Linked DNA regions of Bos taurus: region 1 is linked to region 2. A link is a contact called in public Hi-C data. All regions are on one chromosome and are shown on one strand. The core of a region is the stretch at or near the end of the contact, and the rest is flanking DNA. Distances in the headings are between cores, read along the strand shown.

Region 1 (5,300 bases), core at 1,666-4,165, 320 kb before region 2:
TCTGCTAGGATTTTACTTTTGAATACATTAAATTTATAGATCCATTTGGGGAGAATTGCATCTTAAAATATTTTTAGTGTACAAGCCTTATACATCTTTTGGCACATTTATCCCAGGATATACATAATTGTATTACTTTGTAGTAGAAATAAACTTTCAAAAACTGTATTTTAAATTTAAGTTTTTGAAATTTAAAATACCATTTTAAATAACATAAACGGTACACACGAAGGGAATTTTATTAGGATAACACCAGTGCCTTTAAAGAAGCTAAGTGAACTTTGCTACAGGGCACTTCCTTAAGTTAAAAACCTGAGGAGATACCAATGAAACTCAGCCAGTCTTGTAAGGAGTATTTGCTGTGAATGATGGAAAAGCTTCTTTGAAAGCAGTGACTCTGTTATATGGGAATTCCTGATCAAGCCATGCCTGGTATCGTTTGCAAATTCCTGGCAGAGAGCAGATAAAGTTTTAATATTTCATTTTCCATGGAAGCTGAATGGATAGTCTTAACAGACTAAATGACAACTGACAAAATGCCAATAGTTTACAACTTTGCAAAATTGTAAATCATAGGTATTAGTGATCAGAAAACGAAATACATATTTTAAAATGACCACTTGGTTTTAATTTTGTGGGGAGGGAGGAAGAGGACGTCAATTAAAGGAATAAAAATGTCTTCTTCCTCTCTGTCCACACTGTCCCCTAAACAAACATTTTTCTGAGATTTTGGTAGAAATTCCTACAGAAATTATATAATGAAATGAGTGTTTTATTTATTTTTGCACTTAACAACAGTCATAAATAATAACCAAGTAGTAGAGACTGCAGAACTTGAAATGGCAGAGAGGTTCTTTTGGTTCCTGGATTTGCGTACTTTATCCCTGGCTCCTCTCAAAGTGTGAGATTATGAGAGATTAGATGTGATAAGACTTAGGGGGAAAAAAGGTCCTGGTTACTGGCAGAAATATGGCCAGAGGGAGCCATAAATGTAATAAAAAGAGATTTCTCAATCGCAGAAAAGAATCTTAGATTTTCCATCCAGATGGGCAACCCCGTAGGTGGGCTAATTTTGTGAGTCAATCAGACCCAAAGTGTATGTCTAGAGATTACAGAGAAAATAAATAGATCTGTGGGTCAGAAATGTCTCACTTGGTCTGAATTCACTGTTTTTCTTTCTCACTCATTTTCACTAGTTGGTGTGTGTGTGTCCCTGTTTTTCTTCCTTTGGTAACACATTTACTGTTAACTTTGATATAGTATAATTTTAGAAATACAGATTGCATTTATTCAGATTTTAAGTTGAATTTATTTATACTTGCTTCCTTCTTAAAAAAAAAAAAAATCAAACTATAAGTGATTTACTGAAGAGACCATACACACACATGATGTATTTGTGTATATCTGCTCCATAGGCTTTTGGTAAAAGTTCAATAGTTATTGAACATCCACTGTGTTCAAGTCATCTTGAAGTTTATAAACCTGAATGAAACATGATTCTTGATGCCTGAATTTTGGTGTGTTACCTCATCTAGAAGCAGATGATTTTTAACAAGAGGGTAACAACTCCAGTTTTATATCAGAAGCACCTGGAAGGCTTGTTAAAAAATATACCTGTCCAGGCCCTAGCTCTTAGCTTAGGGAAATTCTGATAATAGTCAGGGCCCATCCTGCAGTGCAGTTTTAACAACCTCCCCATGTGAATCTGATACAGGAACCAGGATTAAGAAGCACTACTTCAAGCTAAGAAAGGACTAATCGCAGGACTGCAGCCACAAGTCAACCAGGTGGGTACCCTTGAAATCTACAAAGGGAGAAGTGGCTAAACACTTTTCTAAGGCTGTCTCTAATTCCACTGTCTCAGGAAGGGCAGGGTTGGGCCCAATCTTCTCAAGAGTACTATAGAGGAATAAAACAGCTACAGCCAAAGACCATCTCCAGAGCCTTTTCAAATACTCTGTTCTTATTTCTCATGCAAAGCATAGTTGTGTAAATTTTCTCCTTCATTCGACTGGAAAGTCTTTCTCTAGCCAGGGAACACAGTAACCCATTCGTAATAGCTATTTGACAGATATTTGTTTTGAATCCTCCTCATCCAAATCCTGGGGTCCGACCAGGATGTATAAATGTATATATCCATCTGAAAGTTTGTAAATATCCATAAAAGTACATTTGTTTATAAAACATTTCAACTGCACAAAAGAATATGGGAATGTGTAACATACAGAGGGAAGAAAGAACAATAAAACAAACACCCATGGACCCACATCCCAGTTTATGACGTAGGAAGTTGCCAAATACCCATGAGGTCTCCTGTTGAACAGCTCCTGAAATTTAAATCAGAAATGCGTGCATTCAATCATTGACTGATTGGTTAATTCATTCACTTGCCAAATGTGCCTGAATGCCTACTAATCGATGTAGACGATTAGTATCTCTTCCGTTGGAGTGGCGTGGGGGTGGGGGTCAAAAGTGATGCTTGGCCGAAGGTTCTCAGATTGCCTTTCCTGCAAGCGGCCCTAACCCAGCCGGGCCCTCCGGAGCGGGCGTGGTTTCTGCGTGCAGACACTTTGGGCAGAAACTACTGGTCCCGGCAGTCCGCGGGGCGAGTGGGCGGAGCCGGGCCGGGGGCGGGGGCCGGGGGCCGGGCAAGAGGGGGCATTGTGTCGGGAGCGCGGAGCTGCATTTGTCTGCTCTAGGTGCTGGTCGAGCTAGCGTCGTGATCGCCGGCGTAGAGCTGGAAGTGTCAGTGGCAATCACTGTCCCGGCGGGAGACCAAGTCCGAGCAACCACGCGCCCGCTGGCCGCTATCGCTGGCAGGGGGCGGCGTGCCAGCGGAGCAACATGCAGATAGGCGCCCAGCGCCCTGACGACCCCTCCCGAGGAAAGGAGGCCGGGGCGGCGCTGGGGCGGCGGGGAGCATGAGGCAGGCCGGGGGGCGGCTCGGCTCGGAGCGCTGCTAGGGAGCGGCGCGCGCTGCACACTCGCCGGGGCGCAGCGGAGGGCGGGGAGCCGGGCTGGTTGCGCCAGCGGGCGGGAGCCGGCCGCCGGGAGCTGTTCTGATTTCCGACGCGGACGCAGGGGGCCCGGAGTAGCCCCCTGCCCCGGCGTGCAGCCAACATGGGCAACGCCGGGAGCATGGATTCACAGCAGACCGATTTCAGGGCGCACAACGTGCCTTTGAAGCTGCCGATGCCCGAGCCAGGTGAACTGGAGGAGCGATTTGCCATCGTGCTGGTGAGTGCGCGGCGGCGGCGGCGGGAGCCGGGCCCCGGGGCCCAAGACCAGGCGGTGCAGCTGACCCCCGCTCTCTCCCCTTCTCCCCGCGCCGGGAGCGAATCCCCGGTCCCAAGGGGGAGGCTCCCGCTTCGCTTATTGTGGCCTCCTCTCCGTCCTCCTCCGATCTCTCCGCTCCAAGCCTTCTTGGGGTCCCGGGATGGGGCACGGGGATGGGGGTTGGCTGACTGGCCGGCCCCGAACCCATTGTCTGGCGGGAGAGGCACCTCGCAGCGCGTGTGTCGGGGAGGTGCGGCGTGGGCGTGAAGGGAAGGTGGCGCGGGCTTGGAGGAGGGGGCGGCTGGCCGCTAAGGCTTTTTGTTTAAGAAAAAAACTCCCCGCAAAGCCCGAGTCCTTGAGAACCATCCAGCGGGCGCCCAGCCGGGGCCCTGCGGGGTTCGGGGCTGATGGGCGCATGTGGCGGGTTGAGGGCGGCGCGGTGTGCGAAGGCGAACTTGGAGGCGGACGTCTGGCTTGGCAGAGGGGAGCTCCCCCAAAAGGGAAAGAGAAGGAAACCCGCGGCAGTGCGGCGTCCCCGTCCCTAAGCGAGGAGGGGGACATCTGAAACCGGCGCGAGAGAAGCTTCGCCTCGGCGCGTTCGTTTTCGTCTTAAATGTTAAAACAAACCACAAAACTGTGCAGTTTTGCGGGGACGTGTTGCAAGCTGTCCTGACTCTAGGGATCCCTCCCCTCCCCTCGCTAAATCTGACTCCCTCCCGGAATCCGCTTCTCCTAGCTTTCCAGCTTTGTAAATCTGAGACACTTGAAGACTTCTTTCTGCCTTTCCTTGCTGGGTGTAAATTTCTGGGCCCCTCCCAGCCTGAGCCTGTCAGTGCTGTGAGCTCAGGAGGGTGTGGCGGTCTCCCCCTCGCCCCAGCCGGCGTCTGGACCGCGGTTAGTCCCCAGACTTCGACTTTTAGTGTCTCAGCCTCTCTTAAGGGGTGTTGGGAGGGAAACATAGATTCGACGCGTTCCTAATACTTGGATTCGTACAGTTGCCTTTTCCTAGCTAGTTACCTGTACATCCTACAATAGTAGGCAGCAAGAGAAACTTGTGCTTAAGGCAGTCGAATTTCGCGTCTGCATACGGGGTTTGGGCATGTAACCTCCCAACTTTGGGGATTGACCAGAGTCTGAAGAACACTGGGACGTTTAAAAACCCTTTCTTCAGGCCCTTGAAAAGGACTGGTTTAATATGGGGACTGTTCTGGATGGCAGATTAGCTTTGTGCTCTTTGGAAGAAGAGCCCACGAGCTTTTTCACACCACCTGGAAACTCCGGCGTGGCAGTCTCGAGATAGATGAGGCTGCCTGTCTTGCACTCCGTGGTCTGAGATCTCACACAGCTGCTCCCATTGTTGTGCAGAATGAAACACTCTGAAATGGAACTGCATGGGCTTAATTACTTTTGAAGGCAGCCTGGGTGCAAACTTGACCTGTCTTTCCAGGGACAAACCTTTTTGGTTCAAAATCCTCTTCCTACCAGACTACATGGTTCTTACCTCCTAGCCTTGGGTGATCATTTCCGTCCATGCTGTGCTGGGTGGGTGTGCGTGTGTGGGTTGTGTGTGCTGGGTGTGTGTGTATGTACACTTGAAGTGGGAAGGCCAGTGACGCAGGCAAACCAGATAATAGCAATAATACAATTAAGTTCTCAACTGGGATAGCATGTTTTGCATGAGCTTTGAGTTACCCTGCTGATTAATGACACATGGTATGAATTACCCTTTAGGAAAATAATGTCCTATCATTAATATGGTGGATCTGTGTTACTGTTAAATCTAGAAGGCGCAAATTTAGTATATAGAAATTCATGTTTCTACATCACAAGCTCTTTGGAGCAGGGGTTACTGTGTAGCTCCTTTTACTGTGTCATACACAAGCACTGGATGCAGTTCCTTTCTTTAACTGTTTATAATATTTTATGCCTTTCAAAACAAACGAACAACAAAACCAAAAAATACCAGGCTGACCTTTTTTGGGTTACGACAAAGCTTTTGGGAAAGTATCAGCTTGGGGGCCCTC
Region 2 (5,730 bases), core at 353-2,852:
TTGAAATAAGAGAATGAGAATCTAAGATTCCTGTTCCCCCCCCCCCCCCCCCCACAGATTCTTTAATTAGATTTTGTGCCCTCCTACTTGCTCAGGTGTGGCAGTTCTAAACTTTTGTGTTTAGCCTGAATTATCAGTAGTACTTGTTGTTGCTTTGCTGTGACAATTGGGAATTTTTTTGTATAAATCACCAGTGACCCTGAGATTATGGCTCTGTACTAGATAATAGTATCCTTATGTTTCAAATGAGAAAACTTGACATTTTATATAGATTAAATGTCTTGCCCAAGGATACATGGCTAGAAAGTGATAGAAACACAACTCGAGGAGCTCCCCTGGTGGTCTAGTGGTTTAAGAAGCTGCCTGCCCATGCATAAGACATGGGTTTGATCCCTGGTCCAGGAAGATCCCACAAGCCATGGCACAATGAGGCCCATGTGCCACAACTACTGAGCCTGTGCTCCGCAACAGGGGAAGTCAGCGCAGCAATAAATAAATAATAATAATTTAAAAACAAAAGGAACTTGAACTCGGGTTGTCTTCTCATATGCATTTCTCTTCTGATGGAGTCATTTTCTTCCTTTTCAAGTTTTCCTTTGTCTAAATTAAGGGGTTTTAGCATCACAATTCTAATTAAGAAAAAACAAGTTTAAAAATTTCCTGTAGCTCATTTTGGCCCAAATGAGATTCCCCTAAAGTGTCATTTCAAAAAACCCAATGGGGGAGATTGGGGAGATTGAGGTGCTCTCTGACAGACTTATTTTCTGTGTTCTCATACTGGGGCCCACGTGGATTCCTTTATTTATTTTTTTACTGTGGTAGAAGTCATATAATATAAAAAAATACCATTTAACTATATTCACTCATGCAATCCAGGGGCACTGTTCAGTGTGAATGTGTAAGTACATTCACTTTGCTGTGAAGCTCTCACCATGATCCATCTCCTGAATTTTTCACTTTGCTAGACTGAATCTCTGTCCCCATTAAACACTAACTGCCCATCCTTTGTCCCCTCCCCACCCCACCCCCAACCCCTGGCCTCTACTAATGTACTTTCTGACTCTATGAATTTGACTATTCTAGATATCTCGTATAAAATGGAATTAAACAGTACTTGTCTGCACCTAATGTACATTGGAATGCCTTTTTAAGTTTCATATGTGACAGATTCTTTATCCCGCCCCTCGTTTATTCATTCACTCCTTCCTTTCTCCAGTAAGCTTTTTTGAGTTCCTGCTTTGTACTTGGCACTGGCCTAAGCACTGGGGAGTCAGAGATGAATAACACAGTGTGGGTCTAGCTAGGGAAAAACATGCTACTTTGTTCTATAATTCCTCCCTGTGCAGAGCTGAGTCAGGGAATGGGGAGCCGGAGGTGGGGCTCAGACCTCCTGCAGGAGACTGCAGGGGTGAACCCACCCTGGGAGAATGGCTACACTGCAGATGGAAAGATTCCTGTTCATAATCCCTTCTGAAGCACTGCTCATAATCCCTTCTGAAACGCGGAAGGGTTGTTTAGCGAAAAGAAGCTGTTCCAGGTTGCCTTGGGTCCTGGTGATCAGGACAACTGAAATTCAGTAGGTGAAATGCTGCCCCCTGCTGGAGAGTCATAGAAATGCAGAAGAGTTCAACACAGGTTAAGCTCTTGGGCCAGTCAGTTAAGGAACCTCTGAGCCTATAGGCTAAGCAATAGGTTATCATGTCCAGTAAGAGGAGTGGAATAGTTGGAAACAAACACAGGATTTGGGGTCCATATTTGTTATCCAAGCTTCATCTCTGCCACCTCCTAGCTTGTGACCTAAGGAAGCCCATGTAACTTCTTTGTGCTGCTTTTCCTTGTCAGCAACGTGGGCTAACGGTACAAATGAATTAGTGCATATAAGGGATTTACTGCAGTGCTTGATGGTGAGTACTTAGTAAATTACTCCTATTGAAGCATCTCTTCACTGAAGACTGGAAACCAGATCCCAGGCTCTTGCATAACCCTGGTAGCCCACTGAGAAGTTGGCTTCCCAGTGAGAACTCACCGTGGCTTTGACCTTTCCCATTGAAGTCATGGGGACCTTGCTTTCTCTACTCAGTGTCCCTCGAGAATGTTTTACTGGACGTCAAGGAGCTGCAGAGGGGCATGGACTTGACCAAGAGGGAGTACACCATGCATGACCACAACACGCTGTTGAAGGAGTTCATCTTCAACAACGAGGGGAAGCTGAAGAAGCTGCAGGACGATGCCAAGATTGCCCAGGTCAGTGCCGGTGTCCCTGACCTCCATGAAGAAGGAGGAATCGGATTCCGTAAAGCCACCTGGGGTCCTGTCCTGACTAGGGGGGCTAAATTCCCCTCTGCTGAGGATAGATACCCTATGTAACTATGCTAAGCAGGGATAGGGTCTTTCTGCATTTGTACCTGGAGATGTCCCTGTCCTGCTCATTGTCCTCTTCTAATTTGAGGTCTTCACCCTTTTTTCTTGAGGCCCACCCCCGCTTCCCTTCCATTCCTAGGCTCCCTTTACCATGAGTCCTGTATTCAGTTCACCTCAACCAACACACGTCTGGCCTGTGCTCGGCAGAGCAGTGTTCGCAGCGTGTTGGGTTTCTGTGGGACTTGACCTTGAAATCTTTCGCCACACTGGGGGTCAAGTTACGTACTTGAGAAGCAGCCAGAATGGACTGTACACCATCACAGAAAGGGAAGGCTGTGTCAAGGGAACACAGGAAGCAGACGTATTGGGCTGCTCCCGTGTGAGTCTGGCTGCCTTGTGTCCCAGGAGGATTCGGGCAAAGACGAGTGTCCTGGCTGTGGAAGCAGTGAGCTGGAGTCTGACCAATTTCTAAGGTCCTTTCTGACTTGGTCGACTTGTAGGAGTCCTCCCATGGCCTGAGGACACTCTTGTAAGGAGAAGCTCCTCATTTGCGTGTGCGTGTGCGTGTGTGTGTGTGTGTGTGTGTAGAAGTGGCAGGAGGTCCCAGGGACAGGTTGCTGTACAGCACTCTTGCCTCACTCTTGCCTCTTTGGGTTGCCTTTGACCAGGTGTTGGGAGGAAACACAGGCTGTGGAGAATCGTGGGAGGTGAGGGAGAGCAGAGGGCAGAGAGTTGCAGGGGCCCCTGCAGCTCTTTCCCAAGTTCACATGCTGGAAAAAATGACATTTAAGAGAAATTCACTTTTTCACAGGATGCCTTTGATGATGTGGTGAAGTATTTTGGAGAAAACCCCAAGACAACACCCCCATCGGTCTTCTTCCCCGTCTTTGTCCGGTTTGTGAAAGCCTATAAGGTAAACAAGTGTCTGTCAAGCCTCCCCTGGTGTTATTTCTTGAGCGGGTGCCTTCCTGGAGTTGCACTGCAGTCTCGAGAGCTCTGCAGGGGCCTCCCCTAGGCCTTCAGGCGGCAGATCTGGGTCGGGAGGACGAGACGCGGTTTCTGGCCCTGCTGCTTAGGCCCTCAGACTGTCATGCTCTCTGTTTCTACCTCCCCAGCCAGGGGCTCAGCCCCCAGACAAAAGCCTTTGGCTATCCCATGGGGCGAGGGAGACCCAGGACCATCCAAAGCCATCTTTGGAAGCTGCCGCGTCAGCTGTCACCCGTGCAGGCAGGTCAAAGGACTGAGAAACCCAGGCCTGCTGTGGAGTTGTGGAGCAAGTCGGGAGTGAGCCTCGGCATCATAGCCGAGGTCAGGGACAGCATGTTCATGCTGGGCCCGCCCACAACCACGGGCCTCTGGACCAGCACTTCCCTAAGTGTGGGCTGAAAGTGGCTCTTGGAAGAATAGTCGCTCCCTGTTTCCTTATCTGGACCCATAATGGCCCTTCCTTTAAATGGGAGGCCCTCTGTGACATACCCTGGGACCCATATACCCTGAGACCATGGTTTTGAAAAAGTGCATGATTCAGATCTGTGTCAGAAAAATGTGTCCAATGAGAAAGGAAGCCAAGGAGAGCATTATGAGATTTCAGTGCTCAGCTTTCCAGATGGAGCAATGGTAAAGAAGCGACCTGCCAATGCAGGAGGTACAGGAGACGCAGGTTAGATCCCTGGGCAGAGAAGATCCCCTGGAGCAGAAAATGGCAACCCACTCCAGTATTCTTGCCTGGAGAATCTCATGGACAGAGGAACCTAGTGGGCTACAGCCCATGGAGTCGCAAAGGGTCAGACATGACTGAGCACTCACGTGAGTGCTCAAGAAGGCAGTGCAGTCTCTACTCTCCAGGCTCGCCTCATGTTCACCTGGGAGATGTTGGTGGAGGAAGGAGGAGCGTGACAGTGGAGTGGGGAGGGATGCAACAGAGGTGTGGACATTTCCAGAAAATGTGATTGGAAACAGTGAGTCACTTCACCGTCCTGATGGCTTTGGAGAACCATCCCTGGGCCTTTTCACTGGAACCCACGAGGTTCCCACTATTCAGCCCTCTTCTCTCAGCATGGCTCAGTGTAGTGGTGATACGACCAGCAGAAGGAAGGCACCCCCTTGCATATGTGAGGGTGAGCACAGGCACAGCACCAGGTCCATGTGCGTGATCCCAGGGGCTGTGGGCAGTGAGAAGTGCTGGGCACTGGGCCTGCTGACCGAGGTGCTCTGCAGCTCCCTGGCTCAGGTGCAGAGATGGCTTGAGCCAGCTCTGGTTATGAGCTGGGACCATGTTTCTTCACATGAAAAATTGTAAGTCTAAGGTCTAAAGAGAAACTATATGCTGTTTACAAATGTATAATACAAGCTGGGAAGAGGCCCTGGTTGGTCTCCAAGTCTGGAGGAAAAGAAGAGGTGCCACTCTTGGTGGTCTGTGGGGTGTCACAGGTCAGAGCTTCTTAGCACATTCCTTCCATGTTATCCTTTCTCCCCGAGGTCCTGTTCTCTGGCTCCGTGAGGCACTTGTCAGGCAGGGATGCGATCAGATGTTCTACTTGCCCTAACACACTACATAGATAATAACTGCCTGGCCTGACACTGACCGAGGGACTTGGTGGGCAGATGTTAGGATTTTAGGATGTTTTCTCTTCCTAAGTGTGAACCGAAGTGAAACTTGAGACAAAAGCAACAAAGATGAAAATGTAAAGTTTATTACTGATAAAAGCTGGTTTGGAGGTTAGGGTATGCCTTTGTGAGCTTATACTTCAGCCCTGATTTAGATTTATCACTGCACAGCTAGACTATTAGAAGTAGCTGAGGGAGGCTGGATTCCAAAGAGAGGATGCTCAGAGGGTTGACCTGAGGTCGACCTGTTAGATTTCTTGTCCCTAATCTGTCAGCCTTGCCGCTGCCTCCCTCGGAAAGGAGTGAGGAGGGAGTCCAAGAGTGTCACTCGGTGAGGCCCCCTCAGGAAACAGGAGGCCAGGGGTGGAGGTTTTTCCCTAAGAATGGGCAGAAGGAGAGGAATCTGAGACCTTCCTTTCAGAGAATCTGTAGGGAGGGGAAATCCCCACACAACGTGAGAAAGACTAGGAAGCGGCTTGAGTAGGGAGAGGACCATCAGGAAAGGAATTTTCTGAAAAAGGTGAATCTCAACTAAGAGTTTTGAAGAGCTGTGATATAGACTGACAGCAAAACCCCAGAGTCATATGTAGGAATAAAGTGTAGAGCTTTTAAACCTTCCCTTCACTCTAATTCCTGGCTAACTAAGGAGCCTCTCACAAGGGCTTTTTAAAAATCTTGACTGCTGGCGTTTCCAGCAACATAATCTTCTGCTTATTTTGATTTCACCCAGCAAGCAGAAGAGGAAAATGAGCTGAGGAAAAA

The links. Hi-C and Micro-C count contacts between places; a contact is called where the count stands out from the background.
Region 1: a contact with region 2 is called in a Hi-C map of skeletal muscle, with 4 times the contacts expected there. The contact joins the promoter of FMNL2 here to the enhancer-like site in region 2. A contact is called at or near these places in 2 of 11 Hi-C or Micro-C datasets (liver and skeletal muscle).

The regions. Positions count from the first base shown.
Region 1 is chr2:43,864,046-43,869,345 of ARS-UCD2.0, reverse strand. It overlaps FMNL2 (formin like 2), which reads left to right and starts at 2,915. Exons shown (of 26, transcript NM_001206821.1): 1 at 2,915-3,237. The coding sequence starts at 3,121.
Region 2 is chr2:43,542,508-43,548,237 of ARS-UCD2.0, reverse strand. It overlaps FMNL2 (formin like 2), which reads left to right. Exons shown (of 26, transcript NM_001206821.1): 22 at 2,081-2,244; 23 at 3,173-3,274; 24 at 5,699-5,730. Among named protein-coding and RNA genes, the nearest start is that of PRPF40A, 75 kb to the right of the region's middle. Within about 2 kb of position 1,602, at least 17 of the 102 cell types and tissues checked have an H3K27ac peak or open chromatin away from gene starts, as enhancers often do. A contact at or near this core is called in skeletal muscle, where this site is marked.